Regions from separate parts of the Sus scrofa genome. Here all the other regions are linked to region 3. A link is a contact called in public Hi-C and HiChIP or PLAC-seq data. All regions are on one chromosome and are shown on one strand. The core of a region is the stretch at or near the end of the contact, and the rest is flanking DNA. Distances in the headings are between cores, read along the strand shown.

What was found. Hi-C and Micro-C count contacts between places; a contact is called where the count stands out from the background. HiChIP or PLAC-seq counts read pairs in DNA pulled down with a chosen protein or histone mark.
Region 1: a contact with region 3 is called in an H3K27ac HiChIP or PLAC-seq map of skeletal muscle. The contact joins two enhancer-like sites. A contact is called at or near these places in 1 of 47 Hi-C or Micro-C datasets (embryonic fibroblasts) and 1 of 2 datasets of contacts at active chromatin or transcription factors (skeletal muscle).
Region 2: a contact with region 3 is called in a Hi-C map of skeletal muscle, with 5 times the contacts expected there. The contact joins two enhancer-like sites. A contact is called at or near these places in 1 of 5 promoter capture datasets (liver), 21 of 47 Hi-C or Micro-C datasets (alveolar macrophages, blood, brain and 10 more) and 2 of 2 datasets of contacts at active chromatin or transcription factors (alveolar macrophages and skeletal muscle).
Region 4: a contact with region 3 is called in an H3K27ac HiChIP or PLAC-seq map of skeletal muscle. The contact joins two enhancer-like sites. A contact is called at or near these places in 2 of 47 Hi-C or Micro-C datasets (embryonic fibroblasts and skeletal muscle) and 1 of 2 datasets of contacts at active chromatin or transcription factors (skeletal muscle).

The regions. Positions count from the first base shown.
Region 1 is chr1:190,048,713-190,051,984 of Sscrofa11.1, forward strand. No RefSeq gene overlaps it. Among named protein-coding and RNA genes, the nearest start is that of TMEM30B, 120 kb to the right of the region's middle. Within about 2 kb of position 1,724, at least 19 of the 83 cell types and tissues checked have an H3K27ac peak or open chromatin away from gene starts, as enhancers often do. A contact at or near this core is called in skeletal muscle, where this site is marked.
Region 2 is chr1:189,960,794-189,964,106 of Sscrofa11.1, forward strand. The region is part of intron 6 of SLC38A6 (solute carrier family 38 member 6); the gene reads left to right. Among named protein-coding and RNA genes, the nearest start is that of SLC38A6, 39 kb to the left of the region's middle. Within about 2 kb of position 1,653, at least 2 of the 83 cell types and tissues checked have an H3K27ac peak or open chromatin away from gene starts, as enhancers often do. A contact at or near this core is called in skeletal muscle, where this site is marked.
Region 3 is chr1:189,597,454-189,600,880 of Sscrofa11.1, forward strand. No RefSeq gene overlaps it. Among named protein-coding and RNA genes, the nearest start is that of SIX1, 25 kb to the right of the region's middle. Within about 2 kb of position 2,143, at least 6 of the 83 cell types and tissues checked have an H3K27ac peak or open chromatin away from gene starts, as enhancers often do. A contact at or near this core is called in skeletal muscle, where this site is marked.
Region 4 is chr1:190,082,710-190,085,898 of Sscrofa11.1, forward strand. No RefSeq gene overlaps it. Among named protein-coding and RNA genes, the nearest start is that of TMEM30B, 87 kb to the right of the region's middle. Within about 2 kb of position 1,557, at least 6 of the 83 cell types and tissues checked have an H3K27ac peak or open chromatin away from gene starts, as enhancers often do. A contact at or near this core is called in skeletal muscle, where this site is marked.

The DNA of each region.
Region 1 (3,272 bases), core at 474-2,973, 450 kb after region 3:
CTACCACATCAGGGGGCCTCTCTGAACCTTGGGTACTTTTTCTATAAAATGAGGTGAATCATACCTACTTCATAGAGTGGTGGGGAGTGCTTATGACCATGCCAGCAGAGAGCTTAGCACAATGTGTGCACGTAATAGGTGTGACCATCAATGTGCTTATGCTTACCATCAATTTGGTAAGTATTTCTATGCCCCAATGAGAGATGGGGAGACTCAATTACAGAGTGGCTGTGGGACAGGACCCAAAGACACCCTGGCTCTTCCCAGAGGCTACTAGCAAGTGTCCTTTGGTCAAAACCACTGGTTGAGTTTATGGGATGGAGCCTTACCGAGGGTGGCAGGGACAGGGCTTTTAGGACCTGGGGATATCTTTAGGACACATGGGGTGGGGGGTGAGCAAAGGAGGAGGTTTGGAGTCAGTCTCACACTGGTGCTCACACACTGTTTAGCCCTTAGAAAGCTGCGGCTTCTGGTGGTCTGAGTCTGAACACATTTTGACCCAGAATTACTCTGTGACACAGCTGGACCAAGAGGCTAGGGTCCTGGTTTCTAGTCTTTGGCTATTTTACTGAGGAGGCTTCTTGTTAGGAAGAGACTCCCTCAGCCAGTAGGGAAAAATTATCCCGAAACCACCAGTTTTCATTCCATCAGCAGGTTTCTTCTCTTTTTTCCTTTGTTAAAAGAATTGTTATTGGTTCTCTGAGCTTGCTCTTTGCCAAAAGCTTTCCAAAAAAATTCTTGTAAGATCAAGCTCTCCCAGGCTTCTTGATGGGGTTGGTGTGCAGTAGCCCCTCTAACTTCTGGCTTCCGGTCAGCATCACAGTTTGGTAAAAAGTTATGGGGATGGTGGGGGTGGGAGGGGGGAGGAATCACATGACTGGAGAGGCCCCTGAGAGCTGGTAAAGTGACCATCTTTTGAAGAAGTTACGTATGTTAAAGAACCTCGGCCTACAGCTGCTGCTGAAGGACTTAAAATCCAGGATGGTGGGTTCTCAGAGCCATTGTGAATCTGGAGATGTTTTCATAAAGGCTGCAAAAACAAACATTCCTGGTTGAAAGCAGGAAGCTACGTGCATTTAAAACCCACCCTCTGTTCCAATAACACCACGGTTCTGAGCTACCCCTGATGGATCAGCAAGGGAGGGAAAAACTCCTTCATTTCCCCACATCCTTGCTGGGCATGGAGGGGCAACTCTCACTCAGTTTTGCAGCCCTGCAAGGCTTTGAACTTGAAACAGCAGCGTCCCAGGGCTTTTACAAATGAGCCACAGCAGGCTGGTTGTGTGCTGTGGATTCATGGGCTGCCGGGGGAGGGTTAATATCTCTTGCAATTACAAATCAGAAAAAAGCCTGCATTCTTCTTCACTGCGCCTGCTTCATACATCCTTGGCAGCTGGGCTTCCCAATGCTTCATTTAGGCCCAGGCCCGTGAAGGGTCGGATCAGCAGACGCGGGCCATCAGGCGGCCATGTTAAGCCCTTGGCCTGGGTCCCCACTCGCTATGCTCGGGTGAGACAGACGGGCCTTTGTGTGCCTGGAGCCGACTAAGCCAGGATGTGACGGTGAGCTGGAATCTGACCTTTCGTGGGCTCCAGCACCTGTCAAAAAAAAAAAACGAACAAGCTTGGGGTGTTTTTTCCGCTCGGGACTTAAATGCCAGTTCTGTGACTCCCTCACAGTGGAACGGTGCCAAGGCAGTTGTGGTCAAGTCCGGCTCTCGGAGGAGCAAAGCTGACACTGAGTGATGGACGGCCCTGCGTTTCTGAGGCCTGGCCAGCTCTCAGCTCAGGAGGAATTCAAGCTGAACTGTGGACTCCAGTATCTGAGTGAGGATACTTGGAGCAGAGCAACACGGCCGTATTACTCTGGCAACCTTCAGAGTGTGTGCGTGTATGCGCACGCATGTGCACACCTGTATGTAATACATATTGGAACAAACACCCAGTCATGGTGACCCTGACAGTGGTGGCCATCAGAGGACAATTTTTCTTTTTTGCCTCTTAGGGCTGCACCCTCGGCATATGGAAATTCCCAGGCTTGGGGTCATCAAAGGTACAGCTGCAGCCACAGCCACAGCAACATGGGATCTGAGCCATGTTTGCAACCTACACCACAGCTCATGGCAACACCAGATCCTTAACACACTGAGTGAGGCCAGGGATTGAACCCGCATCCTCATGGATGCCAGTCAGATTGTTTCCACTGTGATGCAACAGGAACTCTGATCAAGGGACAGTTTTGACAGCCCCCTCTTGACCTGCCCCTGCAGTCTGAGTATGAAGGTACTGGTCAGCCTTGGGGTGGACTCGGCCACTTAGGATGTGCAGGACCAGTGAGGGCAAATAGTTTAATCTTCTTGAACCTTGACTTCCTCAGCTGTTAAGTAGGATAAAAATGCCTAATTCCAAGGGTTATGTTAGTGTGGATTAAATAACATATACCAGTCATGAGCCCCTTGCCTAAGCACCTTGGAGATCCTTGGTCACCATTCCCTCCCCTGCTGCAGGTCAGGCTGGGGCAGGAGGAGGAATAAGGGTGCTCGTTGCCATTGATCCTTGATTGCCTCAGGCACATCCTACCCCGATCCTGGAAGAGGGGCTGACCCAGCCTGTTGCTGCCTTCAGGTGTGGGAGGACAACTTTCCACCCAAGTGTCACCTCAGAGGGTCAAGTTCAGGGCTTCTTGGGTGGCCTGGTCTTCAGCTGCCAGAAGGACCTGGAGGCCTGGGTGTGGATCTATGGTTGGTGCCCTCACCTGCACTCTGAATAGGTTCAGAACCATTCAAGTGGAGCAAGGCTGATGCATGCCAACCTCCCAGTCCTGGAGCTTTTCCCTTTGCAGGGAAGATGGCCACTGTGCCTGCAGCCTTGACTCTGGAGATCCTGCATCTGCAGAGATGTCAAGCTGCTTCATTTCATAGACTAGCTAAGCTATATGAAGTAGCAGCATGGGTGGAAGGGAATGTCCACGGTTAGACAGGTGCCTGCCCCAAGGCCTGAGACATGCAGAAGACGGCAATGAAAAATCTCATCATCATTTTCAAGCCTCTGAATATTTAAAAAATATGTAAACACCTATCTTTACAAATCCGCTTTTGTATTATATTGCTCAAAATGGACATTATATTTTGGAAATGAAGTTTCAGTGCCTTTGTTTGACTTTATCACATCTCATGACGATAGCTGCAGTTTTTGGTTTTGCTTTTTTAATCAGATTTGGAGAGTAGCTCAGGTGGTATGACAGAAAAGGCAGGCTCTGCCCTGAGGAATCTC
Region 2 (3,313 bases), core at 403-2,902, 360 kb after region 3:
AATCTATAATACTTATATCAAACTTTTATGAGACATCTATATTTTTCATAGGATAACATATTTTAAAACTCTATGGCTGTTAAAAGTTGGAAGCTCTCTGTTAACATTTAATGATCTTGTCGGGGAAATATGATTGACACAATTAAGTTGTCTTGCATTTGAGGTACATAATTGATATGGGATGTGAGTAAGATCCTAATTCAGAACATATGATACTCTTGTTCCATTCCATTCAAGAATGAAATTAAAGCGACTTATAAATAAATCTGGTTTTCATTAAAATATGGAAAAAAACATCTGCATGCCAAAGCATTTGCAATACAGCTAAGGATCTATACTCTATATTTCATACTTGGAACATTTTTATCATATAGGATTAAATCCACAGATCAAACAAGTTTTCTAGGAAGTACAAAACTTTCTACTCAAATTCTTTTGGCCTGAAGAGAATGTATATTTAGATCACAGAAGGACAACAGGAGTTCTCTTAGATAACTCTTTTTTTTTCCCCACTTAAGAAAAATTTTAAGATTAGTGTATTCTTCTAAATCTTGATTTATGTGCTTTTTGAGATTTCTTTTTACTGGCTTGTATTTCTCAAGCTGTGGTTTTATTTTGTAAGTTTAATCATTTCTGTTCCTTGGAAAATATTCATTGCCAAACACAATTCAGTTGACTGTGACATGCACATGATATTTAAACTCACTTTACCACGCGCTACTCTGTTGCCTTTGTTGATGAATGGTAAAGAAAGGCATTGTATTTATGGTTGGTTATGTCAACATAACTTCATAAAGGAGAGGAATGTTTAATAATAACCAGTAGCCAAACCAAGGATAGAGAAATTACATTTTTACAATGAAGTTCTTTTTATATTAGGAATTGAAAGTTTTATCCTGTGAAGAGGAGAGTGTAAAGAAACCATAATCTTGAGAAAAGTGGGACAGTATCTGAAAAAAAAAAAAAAAAAACAACCCATAAACTCAGAGAGAGATTCAAGAATAGGGAGTATTTCCATTGCTTCTATTTGTAAGATCATCATCATGCTTTTGCTGACTTTACTGACATATAAAATGAACTTTTTGAACCCGATCATCTCTGAGATCCCTTCTGGCTCTAACATTTCATAACTCGTTCTAAGTTACTGCTCAGAGGAGGTGAAGTTACCTTCAGGCCCACAGTTCAGTGCTTTGGGCATTTGTGACTCCTGTGCACACGAGTGATCGTGACCTGAAAGAGTATAAGTTATAGAGTGTAATATATAATAGTACATGTTACAACGTTTAGGATTTCAAAGTGTTCCTAAGATTCTTATGCAAGAGAAAAGGGGGTTTTTGGTCCTGAGGATTAACACGCTCACTTTGCCCAAATCTTCCGTCATGACAGCAGGGATAGCAGAACTAACAGTTGGAATTTGCTTTGGTGCTCCTTTGGGCCTTTTTTCGTCCTGGCACTGCAACTGTCTGAGTCTGATTTGGGTCCCAGAAGGAAGGCAATTTCAGGCATAGAGTCCCGGGCTTTTTGCCAGCTTCAGAAATTAATTGCCAGGTGTTCCTCAATGAGGGATATTTTGAAGTTCCCATTTTCATACTTATTCAAGAGTGACTAGAAGAGGAATATGCCAAGGAGTATCATGTTGTGTTTGTAATCTGTGTCCTCTCTTAAAACCTCTTGGGTTACCGGGACAGCTTCTGGCCCACTTGCTGGAAATCCTTGTGCATGGTTTTAGTTTCTGGCACAATCACTTCCTAAAGACATGAGTTAGGGTGGAGAAGGGAGCTCTGTGATCGTGGTGTTTCTGCTACTGCTCCTTCCCTTTTTTCTGTTAAATAGGAAGTCTCAGCACCCAACAGTACCTTATAAAGACACATTGAAAAGAACTTCATACACCAGACTGTGCAGGAGACACAATGAATCATCAAGTTTGTGTTAGAAGCCCCAGTTGAAGCCCTTGTAGAGGAAATTATTTCTTTCCTTTTTTTCTTTTTTAAATTGAGATATAATTGACATATATCATTGTGTAAGTTTAAGGTGTCCAACATGCTGATTTAATACAGTTAGATATTGCAGTATGATTACCACAGTAGAGTTAGCTGACACTTCCATTTCCTCACATAATTGTCATTTCTTTTTTGTGGTGAGAACATTTAAGATCCAGTCTCTTAGGAGTTCCCCTGTGGCACAGTGGGTTAAGGATCTTTCCGCAGTGGCTCAGGTTGCTGCAGAGGCACTGATTGGATCCCTGTCCTGGCACAGTGGGTTAAGGATCCAGTGTTGCTACAGCTGTGGCTCAGATTCAATCCCAGACCCAAGAACTCCTGGACATTTTAACAGTGTTAATTCTTCTGATCCACAAACACAAACAGGATATCTTTTCATTTGTTTTTGTTTTCATTTTCGCTCATTTAAGTCTTAGAGTTTTCAGTGTACTGATCTTTCATTCCTTGGTTAGATATTAAGTATTTTATAGTTTTCATGCTATTTTGAATGGGATTTTTTAATTTATTTCTTCTTCTGATGTTTCTTTGTTAGCATATAAAAACTCAACTGATTTCTGTATGTTGATTTTATATCCTTCACCTTTACTGAATTTGTTGATTAGCTCTAACAGTTTTCTGGTTGAGGTCTTTGGGAGTTTCTACGTATAAGATCTTATCTGCAAATAAAGATAGATTTACATATTTTTTTCCAATTTGGATGCCATTTATTGCTTTATCTTGCGTGATCGCTTTAGTTAGGACTTCCAGTGTTTCGTTGAATAAGAGTGGTGTGAGTAGGCACCCTAGTCTTGTGCCACATCTTAGAGAAAAAGCTTTCAGTCTTTCACTGTTGAGTATGATGTTAGCTGTGGGCTTGTCATATATGGTCTTTATTATGTTGAGATTTGTTCCTTCTGTACTAAATTTGTTGAGGGTTTTTATCATGAGAGGATATTGTATTTTGTCATATTCTTTTTTGTATCTATTGAGATGATCATGTGATTTTTATCTTTCATTCTGTTAATGTGCTGTATCATATTGATTGATTTGCATGCGTTGTACATCTTTGAATCCCATGGATAAATCTCACTTAATCATAGTGTATGATCCTTTTTTTTTTTCTTTTTAGGGCCACACATATGGCATATGGAAATACCCAGGCTAAGGTCAGAATTGCAGCTGCAGCTGCTGGCTTACACCGAAGCCACATCTATGCCAGATCTGAGCCACATCTGTGACATACACTGAAGCTTGCAGCAATGCCAGATTCTTAACTTACTGAGTGAAGCCGGGGATTGAACCCACAGTCTCATAGATACTGGTCAGGTTCTTAA
Region 3 (3,427 bases), core at 893-3,392:
ATCCACTCAGTGTAAAATCAAGAAGATTCTATGGATATAAAACAAACCTATATGATACCATTATGAGACCAACTATAACAGCATCTCCAATTTGAAAGTCTCAGAAAAATTTCTAGAGGTTGCATACCATGGGATAGAAGAGCTGGAGGAAGGGAACCTAAGAAGTGACAAGTGATGCCCAGACTAGAAATACAACAAACACAGAGAAGGCATAGCATCCTGAGAGATCTAAGGGACAAATAATAAGTGGGGATTTTCCCCCAGTGAAGAGTGGCTCCACGTTTTCCAGCCCACAAATCTAGGTTAAATCAGGGAACATATGTAGAGATAAGTCAAAAACATTAACATGCACTCATCAGCAACTGATTGTGCCACTGATGTTGTGAGAAGACACCTCCCACATCTCCATTCTGTATTCTTGCTTGGCATTGAGGTAGGCACAGACAAGAGTGCCAAACATCATGTGATCTCATACACTGTAGATACTTTTTTTTTTTCCCGCCATTTTTAGGGCTGCACCTAGGGCATATGGAAGTTCCTGGGCTAGGGTTGAATCGGATCTGAAGCTTCCAGCCTATGCCACAGCTATAGCAATGCCATATCTGAGTCGCATCTACGACCTACACTGCAACTCACGGCAGTGCAGCTCACAGCAGATCCTTAACCCACTGAGTGAGGCAGGGACAGAACAAGTATCCTTGTGGATACTGGTCAGATTCTTAATCCACTGAGCCACAGAGGAAACGCCAATATAGATTCTTTTTTATTGAGGTATAATTGACATATAACATTACGTTACAACATAATGATTCCATATTTGTATGTATTGCATAATAATCACCACAATGAGTCTAGTTAACATCTGTAGTATAGATTCTTATCAACTAGAAATCTTTGAAGAAGTCTCATCAACCACCTATCATTTCCACATAAAATTCTGAATGCCAACATCCTTGTGTTCTCAAAGTCCGAAACTGGACATAACCAGAAACAAAACGAGAAAGCTCTATCTGCCATGAGACCTTTCCAAATCTGAAGCCTATTACGTGGGTTTATACATTTAGCCACAAAAAACCCATTAAACAACTTTGGAACAAAGAAAGGATTTTTACTTTAGCCCAACAGACTCCTTTGTGAATTATTCATGATGTTTTCCAGTAATAGGAAAAAGGAACCAGGGGAGGAGAAATGCATGCCACCAGCTTCCATAAAATCCTAAAAACAGAAAACTGGCTCATCATGTCAAAGATACACTAGAGATAATCCCTGGGTCAGTGATAACCTGGGGACCAACTCCCAGAAATATAAAATTTCTGCAAAAGTGATCAAAACTGATCCAAAGAAAAGGCTAAACTGACTGTCCCTCTCCTAAGCTTCATTTCCTCTCTCTCTCTCAGGTGGCTAGCGACAAACAATGCTATGCAATTTTCATGTTCGTCCCAAGGACCAATCTGGCAGAAACTCTGAAGATCTTAATAGATGAATATTTATTTATTTCCCCTAAAGGGCCATTTCTACCTTCTTGCCATTGATGGAAATTCCAAGCTGTCCCAATGCTCCTGTGATGCCCCATAAGTCACAGGTGAAGTTACTGTCACAGAGTCCACTAGAGTAAAGCAATGCAAAGGGATGCTTCTCCACTAAACTGCCAACAGAGGCTAGGGCTCCAAAACCAAAACTCTAGGATGAGATTAAATATTTGGCATTGAAGCCAACACATGGTCACAGCCAAGGGGTTCCTAATTTCCTATCCTGCTGCAAGATATAGGTACAGCCTCCATAAGGTAAAAGCCACCCACTGACTGCCTATGTCACCAGCATATAAAACTCATGAGCTCATAATATAAACAGGGGAGTATTTACTCTATTCTTGGCACTGGCAAGCTTATAAACAATAGCTCAGTGGAATATTTTTGCATTGAGTTTGTTTCCTGGGTATGTTTTCTTATAAATCTGCATGCTTACCCAAAGATCGCATTACTCATTAGGCATTACAGCTGTCCTTGTGACCTAAAATCAAAGGGGTGTTACTTGGGCACTTTCCCATAAAGAACTACAAATTCCTGGGTTGAAGTTACAGGAAAATATTTGTGCACAACATCCAGCAGGTGGCACTCACATCCAAAGTTACAGGGCGCTTTCCTGTTGGCCAGGGAAATCTTTGTTCACAAAAGACGTGTTCTTACAGTTCAGTAAATAGTAGCCAGATGTCTTCTTAGTAAAAGAGCAAGAGTTTCACTCTCGAAATCTTCTTAAATGAAATTTTGACATTGGACATAAGCAGCCAGTCAATTTATGTAATTTTTTTAAAAAGTAATCTTAAAAATAGAGAAATTCCATATTGAAAACATAGTTTTGTAGATGTTATGGGCTGACTGTGTCCTGCAATATTCATATGTTGAAATCCAATCTCTCAATGTGATGATATTTGGGGAGGGGGACCCTTTGGGAGGTAATTAGATCATGAGAGTAGAGCTTTCATGAATTGGATTAGGCCCTTCTAAGAAGAGGCCAGAATGCTAACTCTCTGCTCTTTGTGCCATATGAGAAAACAAGAAGAGAGCCCTCTTTAAACCAACAAGGAGCACTCACCAAGAACCTAACCATGCTGGTATCCTGTTCTATGACTTCCAACTTCCAGAATGGTGGGAAATAATTGCTTGTTGCTAAGCCACAATCTTTAGTAACTTGGCCTAAGATATTTCTAACGTCCCTTTCCTGATCCAGCAATATTTGGAGTAGGATTAAGGAGCCACATATCACTTTGAATATTAAAAATCAAGCCAAAATAATTTTGAATAAGAATGAATCAAAGAAAAATAAAAGACTGAAAGACATCCCTTGCTAAAGATTCTCTTTTTTTTTTTTTTCCTTTTGTCTTTTTGTTGTTGTTGTTGTTGTTGTTGCTATTTCTTGGGCCGCTCCCTCGGCATATGGAGGTTCCCAGGCTAGGGGTCCAATCGGAGCTGTAGCCACCGGCCTATGCCAGAGCCACAGCAACGCGGGATCCGAGCCGTGTCTGCAACCTACACCACAGCTCACGGCAACGCCGGATCGTTAACCCACTGAGCAAAGGCAGGGATCAAACCCGCAACCTCATGGTTCCTAGTCGGATTCGTTGACCACTGCGCCACGACGGGAACTCCAAAGATTCTCTTAATGTGCGTTGCCAAATCACATTTATAAAGGCCCAGAAATTGTTGTGCAGAAAGAATGGAATCATGATCACAGACTATGCTTAGAATTTACGAACCCTCAAGTAACATGTACTAATAATAATCCATGCCATCTCTCCCTAACAAGTAAAATCAATTACTCTATTATTTTAGCAAAGTACATAGCAGCATAATAAGGTTTTATTGGCTGTGTAAAATCAGGTATACTAATATTAGCTAACACTGCCACTTACTGAGGACTTATTATACGT
Region 4 (3,189 bases), core at 307-2,806, 480 kb after region 3:
TAGGGAGAGCATTAAGAGCCCTTCTCTTCCTCCTCCCCCACTTCCTCCTCCTCTTCTTTCCCCTTCTTCTTCCCTGTCTCCAAATTAATTTTAGCAGGGAGTCCTGGAGCAAATGATCATGTTACAAGTTCAAATGGAATGGCCCGTCATCTTTCATTATTTTTGACGTAAACAAAACTGTCAGAATTCTCCAAAACCTGCCTTTGGTTCAGGGTATTCTCTCTGAGGCCAGGAGATCCATGAGGATTAGGAAAAGGAGGGTTGCTCCAAGGTAACAAAAAGAATGTCACGGAAGATTGGAAAAGATCTCCAACTCCAAACTTGTGTGCACTTTTAGACCGTTGCATTTAAGGGGGATATTGATTAAGGCTGTGTAATGTTTACATAATTATGGCTTATTTAATAAAAGAGAGGGGTCTGCGGGCATTTCATTAACGAGATTTCTTTCTTTGACTCTTCCCCTGCAATTTCCATGGACATTTATATTTGATAAGCAATTAAAAAATAATTGCCTGGCTTGTTTCCTGGATATTGGTGCCTTACGTGGATGGAGGTGGGAGAGTGTGTTTTAATACGGAGGAATAATAACTATTGGAGTTGCCTCTTTACGATTCTGAGCCAGTGTATCAGCATTAGCACAAAAAGATTTGGGAAAAGTTTCTTATGCTTCACACACTTTGAACATGGATCTTCCTGCCAGAGATCCTGGGATGAGCTGAGTGCAAATGAATGCAAATATCTACTCATCAGAGGCTGTTTTTCTTTTTCTGGCCCCTTATTCAAAGCAGCCACAGTTTTCTGCAAGAGCCACACAGACCACACTCCAAAGCAGAGAATGATTTGGTTCAGAGTGGGGAATGTTGAGGCCTTGGTCTTGGTTTAGGGGCATTTCAGAACTTTAATATTTTGGTAACCCCTGCTCCATAAATCATTGAATTACATCAAGTCTATTTAAAACCCCTCTGGGCAGCTGTTTAAAATGCTGTCACTGCAGTAAGCAATGTCCTGAGAGTCACATGGCAGGTCGGGTGGGTTTTGTTTGTGTTTCTTTAACTCCAGTTAGGTTTACCCTCTGACTCTCCACTTCTGTGAAGAGTCCCTCCATTTCCAGTTATTTCCAAGTCAGGATATGAAGGGCACGGAGTCCCTTTGGGTTAAGCCTTCCCATCAGAACAAATTCTTTTTCCTTATGTTCTCCTAGCCATTGAGTGAAACTACCACAAATTGTTGACTGCAGATTCATATGTTTAATAAGTGAAATCTGAACTATTTCAAGAAGGCAGGCAGTTTGGAGGATTGGTTGCAGCTGGCTTTTCCTAGGTCATCATGGGGGTTGAGACCACCTGGGTAGCACCTGTGGGCAACTCAGGCCCAATGACCTCTGCCAGTGCTGCTCTTGGGCCTCCTGATTTTCTCTGGGGTCTGACAATGCAGGGGGTATCAGAGGGCCACATGTGGGGGGAGGAGCCTGGAGTGAGCCCCCAGGCTTCCCCACCCACCTCTGCCCCGTAAGAGAAGGCTGCTGCAGCTGTCCTCACAGTCACCCAAGCAGGTTACCCAAGCCTGTGATGCAATGCATGCTCCGATAGAGAGAAAAGTCTAGCTTCAGTGCACATACTCAGGACTTTTCAGTCAGAAAAATTGAAATGAAAACTCAAGTATGCTCTTAATTTCAGCAGACTTATAGCTGTTGAAATTTCAAAAAAAAAAAAAAATCAAATTCCACATTGGTGTGTGTGTGTGTGTGTGTGTGTGTGTGGTGAGGGGACCTTATCTTTCCAGAGTCTTCGCCCTCCCATGGTCTTTGTCCTTCCCCGGCATATAGTAGGTGCTTAATAAATTTTATGGATCCAAGCGAAGAGCGGGGGCTTTAGAGTAAAGATCTGAGTTCGAATCTCAGCATCCCACTGACTGGCCATGGGAGCTTGAGCAGGTTGCTTAACCCTTTGAAGCTTCAGGTTATATCGCTGGGAGTAATAAGTGAGATAAAGCATGAAACACATTATAAAGTTGGTCCTTGGACAGCGGGGGCCCCAACCTGCTCTGTGCAATGGGAAATCTGCCTGTAACTACCCTCGGTGTCCACGGTGGTTCGGTGTCCACGGTGGTTCTGTATCCACAGGTTCAACCAACCATAGACCCTATAGTAGCGTAGTAGTATTTCTTGAAAACAAAGTCCGTGTACAGACAGACCTGAAACCGGTGTTTTCAACGGTCAGCTGTATCTCTGCTCCATATTAAAGTGAATGGCATGTGTCATATATATTCTAACCCCCACTGCATTTGTCCCAAGGGCACCAAGCGAGGCACTGACCAAGGAACCAGAGCTCGTTGCACCGCTGCATTTGCCACTGAGGAAGGAGGGTGGGGCTCAGCTTTCCTGGAGGGTCCAGGGTCTTGGCTTTGGCAGGGAAGCCCTAGCCTGCTCACCCCACTGGCTCAGGGGCGTCCAAGACCCGGTGCCTGCCCCACGCCCAGAATCCTCCAGGGACTGCGGGGAGCGCAGAGCCCCACCCGCCTCCGGCTAGACATGAGTGTATTTCGAACAGGAAAAAAACACCCAACCAAACGCACCCAAAAACAGCAGCATCCCAGGGGAATGTGCGTGGTAAAGATGGCCAGCTCGTTCTGAGCCAAACCAAATGAGGGGTGGCCGCCCCAGCGCTTCCCCACGCCCCGTGAAGCTGACGGAATCCCAAGATCCCAGCAGGCGTTCCTGACCAGCCTGTCTCTGGCCCTGATCTTGCAGCGATTTCTCACTAGGTCAGTGTTTCTTTAAAAAGCAGTAAAGTCCTTCATTCGTTTTGGGTTTGTTTTTGTTTTTTCAGAGTGTGTGTGTGTGTGTGTTTCTCAAAATGCCCGGTTAAGTTTATAGAAAAGGGGGTCAAAGCAAGGAGTGCTCTGCCATTTCCTCTAAGATCTTCCTGGTCCCTGAGTTGGCCCAGGTGGAGCCTTTCCCCTGTCAGCCTGCTCCAGATGCTCCAAATGCTTCCCTGACAGAAGCAGCTCCACCCTGGAAATGTCCTCTCTGGAAAGAGGTCTTTATTTCCTCCTGTAGGGGCCACATTTTCCTCCCTGCCTCCCCTTTTCTCCCTTCTTCCTTCCCTTCCTTTCTTTTTGGTTGAGAGTTTGTTGTTTAATATTCTCTGTCTCTCTCTGACTCTGTTTCTCTTTCTTTCCATGGAGAGA